Linked DNA regions of Zea mays: region 1 is linked to region 2. Evidence: chromatin contacts called from public Hi-C data. All regions are on one chromosome and are shown on one strand. Each heading gives the region's core, a stretch centred on a gene start, on an enhancer-like site or on the middle of the called end of the contact. The rest is flanking DNA. Distances are from core to core; before and after follow the strand shown. Region 1 holds the start of LOC103642187 (pentatricopeptide repeat-containing protein At3g50420). Region 2 holds the start of LOC103642186.

Region 1 (2,916 bases), core at 258-2,757, 220 kb before region 2:
TCCCCCACCCCCGGTCACCGGACAGGGTTGCATTGCTCCCAATATGTAACTGTATACAGTAGCGACTCCATTTTCTGACTAATTGGACACGGAAACCCAAACATTTGTTGTCCAGATGTTCTACTCTTTTTTTTCACCACTTCAAAAGTAATGGTGGACAACGAGTCGGCTCGTTCGAGTTCGAGCTGACTCGTTAAGCTAACGAGCCAGCTCGGCTCGTTAAGGTAACGAGTCATAGAGTCGGCTCGGCTCGTTTACGAGCTCGAGCTGTCTCATTTAGCTAGCGAGCCAGAACAGAACAAAAATAAAATATATATAATAATTATTTTTAGTTAATTTCAAACTAATTTAACAATAGAAATAGTAATTATATTCATAGTTTCACAAACCACGTCAATATAACACCAAATTAGCACAATTCATCACTCATTAATTCATAATTCACTTACATGTTCATCAGTTTAATCCATAATTATATTTGCATAGACCAAATTAACACATAGACATAGTTCATTAATTATTATATTGATTCATAAGCCATAGGCACCTCACATATATATAACATGTTCATCAATTATTCTGTAAATGATATGCGTATAGTTTTGTTTTGCTGGAATATGGTAGCTCGTTTAGCTCGCGAGCTGGCTCGTTAACGAACCGAGCTAGGTTGTCAGCTCAGCTCGTGAAAAAGTTTAAACGAGCCGAGCCGAGCTGACTATGAACCGAGCGAGCCAGCGAGTCACGAGCATTTCGTCTAGCCCTATTTAGAAGTACGCCAAGGTGGCTAACCCTTGAACACATAGGATTCCAGAAAGTTCTAATGCCCCCCTGACTATCCGGAGCCCCTAGCTGTGACGGACGTCTCCCTTGAGTACCCACGACCTTGGAACTCCTTACTTAGCGGCACCGAGGGCCGAGGGGGATGCACTGGTTTATGATCCAGTGAATCAATGGGCGAATCAATTATTCGTTAGTGGTGGATGTAGCTTTCAAAACTCAAATAATCAACGAGATGATGGTGGTGGTCAACCTTTAGTGACATCTTTGTTTCTATGCTGCATGCAGTTGTTGCACAGACTTCGTTTGTCAGGATATGGCATTGTATGAACTTATTTTCTATGTAGTTATGTAATCGTGAATTCAATGGATGTGGACATATAAATTTATATAGGTATGCGATGCATAAACTGAATTATGATGATTTTTTTGTTTACGTGTATTGAAATTATAGATGAATTATGAGGGGAAAATATGCTATGCAATCACTTATCCTGGTGTAAGCATGCAATCAAGCGATCTGGTGCATCCGATCTAGATCTAATGATGACTGTTATTTTATATTTAACCCCTTCCATCTAAAACATGGTACCTATTTTACTTTTAACCCCTTCCATATGAAACCGTTGGATCTAGATTGGATGCTCTGGATAGTTTGATTGCACGCTTGCACCAAAATGAGTGATTGCACAGGATATGTCCTCAATTATGAGAACGAGGGTTGTGCAGTGCAGGAACTATTGTCTAAAATGCAAGATGGTTCGGCACTGTCGGACACCCGTGCAGCACTGCGCGCGCACGTGCACTGCCCCAGCGCGCGTGCCGCTCTCCATGTCGTTGCGCCTCGGCTTCCACAACCTGGAGCCGGCGCTCGCCGCGGCGGCCGAGGCGCTGTTCGGCACCCGCTCCCCGCCGCGCGCCGTCCTCCGCCGCGCGCGCGCGCTGCACGCGCTCCTCGTGGTCTCGTCCCTGCCGTCCGCGCCCCGCCCGCCCACCTTCCTCGTCAACCAGCTGCTCGCCCTCTACTGCCGCCTCTCCGCGGTCCCCGACGCCCTCGCCCTCCTCCGCTCCACGCCGTGCCCCTCCGTGATCTCCTACAACACCGTCCTCTCCGCTCTCTCGCGCACCCCAAGGCACGCGCAGGACGCCTTCGGGCTCTTCCGCGGCCTGCACTCGTCGGGTCTCCGCCCGACCGCCCCCAGCCTCTGCGCCGTCCTCCGCGCCGCCGGCGCACTGCGCGACGGCCGCGCGGGGGCCGCGGCACACGCGCATGCCTCGGCGCTCGGCTTCCTCGCCAGCGACATTGTGCCGACCGCGCTGCTCCAGATGTACTCCGGGTGCGGGTCGCCGAGGGACGCTAACCAGGTGTTCGACGAAATGATGACGCCGGATGTGGTGGCGTGGAACTGCGTGATGCACTGCAACGTACGGTACGATTACCTGGACCGCGCCCTGCGGAAGTTCTGCCGGATGGTGAGCACTGGGCTGGCGCCTACAGAGAGCACCCTTTCTTCGGTGCTGAGTGGGTGCGGGCGCTCTGGGGACTTGCACCATGGGCGTGCGCTACATGGATGGGTGGTGAAATCAGAGGAGCTTGATCCTGATTTGCCTTTGCATAATGCGCTGCTTGATATGTACTGCTGCTGTGGTGATCTAGACACTGCAGTACTTGTGTTTCGGAGGATCGAAACACCAGACTTGGTGTCATGGAATACCATAATTTCTGGATTTTCTGGCGTTGCGGACGGATGGACCGCAGTGCAGGCCTTTGTGAAGCTCAAGGCTGTGTCCTCTGAATGGCTGGCTCCAGATGAGTACACATTTGCGGCAGTGGTGGCTGCAGCTGCTTCTTTACCAGCAATGTGTAGCGGCAAACCGCTTCATGCTTGTGTGATCAAGGCTGGGTTGGAGAGCAGCGTCTTTGTTGCGAATACACTTCTCAATATGTATTTCACAAATGAGGATCCAGAGTCTGCTCACATTTTGTTCGATTCCGTTATGGTGAAAGATGTTATCATGTGGACTGAGATGGTAGCTGGCCATTCTGCACTAGGTGAAGGAGAATTGTCATTGAAATATTTTATTGGCATGCTGGAGGTTGGGCACAAGGCTGATAATTTCTCTCTTAGCAGTGCTTTG
Region 2 (3,143 bases), core at 31-2,530:
AGAAACTATTATGTGTACATCAAAATGAACATATTTGTATAACGAGTGATCTCTTAACAAGGTAATTATTTATTTTACCCTTAACCATTGAACGAAAACATCGTTGTGTGCATGTTTAACGGGTCCCAAGGGTTGTGGAATAATTCCCCGTCCTCGTCCCTGTTTACGCGTCGGGGATTTTTTTTTCCATTTACATCCTTGGAAGGGAAAAAACTTTTCCATCTCCATCCTAAAGACTTGTTCAGTTAGGGGTAGATTGAGGGACATTAAATTCATCTTCTATTCAAAATTAAGGGCCCGTTTGGCACAGCTCCAGCTCCTGATTCTAAGCGAGGATCTGAAGGAGCCGTGCCAAACAGGTATTTTTTTAAACTGATTCTCGTGTGGAGCCGAAAGATTGAGAGTCGTTTTTGTGAAGAAAGGTGGGATCTAAAAAAACCTGCTCCACCCTCCCTTAAAACAGCTCCTCAACCAACCAAATATGGACCTCCCCTTAAAGTTTGATCGAAATTACCCGCAATTGATATTGGACAAAAACATAACGAGCCAATTTATGGATTAAACATTTGAGACCATTTTATGCACTACTATGATGGGAATATTTTATATGTTATTGTTTCATATTTTTTTTTCTGTATATGCATCATACTTATTGGTTTGTAACAAAGTTGAACTGCAAAGGGTAAAACAGACAATCGCCACAGACCACCAACTCTCAGTAGACAAGAATCAGTTTACTTGCCAAACGGTTTTAAAAATGATTCTGATTCTCTAGGAGAATCAGAAGGATCAGCTCCTCACGAGGATCAGGATCTTGAGCTAAAGAAGCAGGAGCTGGAGCTTTGCCAAACGAGCCCTAAATATAAGAGTATTTAATCCCCTCAATCCCTCTAATCACCATACAAACGAACATGCCCTAATGGAATAATTCCCTGCGGGGAATCGATGATCGGGGTCCATTGTCATCTCTCGGTATGTACATATTAATTATGTATTTAATTTGTACTTTAGACTATAAAATTTTTAGGAAAAACCGAAAACACTCTAGACTTAGGGGTAGGAGAATCTATCATTAAATTTAGAGTGTTTTTAGTGATAATCGCTGTGGTTTTAGAGTGTTTCTAAAAGATTTTTAGAAGCCACCGCGGTCAGTCTTCCAGCCTTCTATTCTGAACACCAGAGCAAAACTGTTCTCAGCTTTCGTGAATCCATCCACGGGCCACCCAATTTTCTCCTGCTCCGGCCCATACAAAATCTCAAAATCCTCCAGATGAAGGTCGCTCGGCCCAAACCTAGTAGTGTCTAGGGTTTTACCCTCTCCAACACGACGAGGTTTTGCTCCGACACCGACGCGACAGCCGACAAGGCAGGGGGAGAGGCCGAGAGGGGAAATGGCATCGTTGTCCCGCACCGCTGCTGCCGCTGTCGTGGCCCTGAGGTCGGCGGTCCGCTCCGCGCCCCTTACCGGCCGCGTCCTCGGAGCGCCACTACCTTCCTTTGCCTCGCCTTCCGCTACCCGCTCCGCCCGGATCCTCCGCAGGTAGCGAGCCGGCTCCCTGGCTACTGGTCCGGATGGGATTCGGCGCGTGCGCTCACTTAGGCGTTCTGGTGTCGGTGCAGGTCGGCGGCCGCGGCGTCGGCGGGGCTGGAAACGCTAATGCCGCTGCACAGCGCGGTGGCTGCCGCGCGGCTTAGGTCCTGCATCGCCGTCGACTCCTCCTGCTGGTGCTCGCTCTCACAAGGTAACCCTTTTTGTTCTGGGTTGTTACCAACGGCTTGCTGTCAAATATTTGTATCCGTGCTTGCTCTCCAACACTTTCGTGTGATTGTGCATTTTGAGGTTTTTCGGGTTTCGGATAAGGTTGAAAGAGAAGGAGAAGGCCTCAAGCGCCGTCAGATCGCTAATTTAAGCATAACGTTTTGCCAGCATGGCCACATCATTTCTCTAACCGATTTCTCAGAGATCAAGCAATTCACGAACTGAGCTCATTGCACAGTACTCATCAGATATTTTGTTTGTTCTACTTACAGTCTTACACACCAGAGAAACCTAGATACAGGAGTCATGTGAGTGACCGGTGAGTTTAGTAACTCGTGCATCGTAGTGCTTTCCAGCCCTAAGCTCATGGCTGATACTGAATGAATAACGTCCTGTCCTGATGAAACTCCTTTTTAAGCTATGTGATACTGAAATGCATGTTGATATTCCTTTCTATTTGTGGTTTAGTATCAATTAGTTCAATTGTGCTCGATTGTTGTTCTACCGAGCTAGTTTTACATCTATGCCAATTGTCCACTGTATCAGTAGTTTAGATTTTGTATAACCTTTTTATTTTGCAATTATAACAAAAAAGTGATCAACAGGGATCTTTATGTATGCAGTGATGAATAATGAATGCATTCAACGTGCCTTTCAGAGTTACACTAGTGTGAAGGACTTAAAATGCTAGCAGTTTATAGCAAAACTAGTTTCAGGCTTTGTATTGTTTTATTTTACAGTAGCTCGTTACTGTATATGTATATTTGTTGTCTTTTTTTATTTATGTGAAAAGTTTGATTGGCTTTTCCGGGTGTATGGTGCCACGACAGAATCCTAGTTGCAAACAGAAGGAACACAATCTCGTTGGGACTAGTCATTGCAATCTTGTTGATTGATCTACCGATTCCATTATTGGCCTTCTTTATTCGTAAAATATTAATAAGATCTGGTTTTAGCTATATAGACTTGCAGTCTACATGTCTGCCATAAGATTGTGGTTCTCTAAAATCTGAGCAAAAGTGCTGCCTGGTTAAAACATTGTCCCATACATAATAGTAGATTATTTGTTGTCATTGATGCATGAGATGCTATTGTTTATCACCTTTTCAATGCATTTCTCTGTTTTGTACAATAGGTAAACTACCAATTTTACATGTAGATACCAAGATGGTTGTTCCGTAGATTCGTACACAAAAATTGTTTAGGTTGCAGCAAAATATAGTAGTTTTAAAGCACCCCATGTTCCTTTTTGTTTCTCAGCAATCTGTATCATACCTGCTGCTTTCTGAGGTGGTATCATTGTTTTCAACCATGAAATACTGAGCCTATCAGTTTCAGCTAGCATGGCTTGGTAATATGAGATGATTCATGCTTATTGATTAGA

The links. Hi-C and Micro-C count contacts between places; a contact is called where the count stands out from the background.
Region 1: a contact with region 2 is called in a Hi-C map of leaf, with 2.6 times the contacts expected there. The contact joins the promoter of LOC103642187 here to the promoter of LOC103642186 in region 2. A contact is called at or near these places in 6 of 25 Hi-C or Micro-C datasets (ear, endosperm and leaf).

The regions. Positions count from the first base shown.
Region 1 is chr10:150,087,530-150,090,445 of Zm-B73-REFERENCE-NAM-5.0, reverse strand. It overlaps LOC103642187 (pentatricopeptide repeat-containing protein At3g50420), which reads left to right and starts at 1,507. Exons shown (of 3, transcript XM_020545897.2): 1 at 1,507-2,916. The coding sequence starts at 1,534. It overlaps LOC100273567, which reads left to right. Exons shown (of 9, transcript NM_001147985.2): 9 at 1-114.
Region 2 is chr10:149,866,358-149,869,500 of Zm-B73-REFERENCE-NAM-5.0, reverse strand. LOC103642186 reads left to right here and starts at 1,280. Exons shown (of 3, transcript NM_001415861.1): 1 at 1,280-1,540; 2 at 1,621-1,742. The coding sequence starts at 1,392.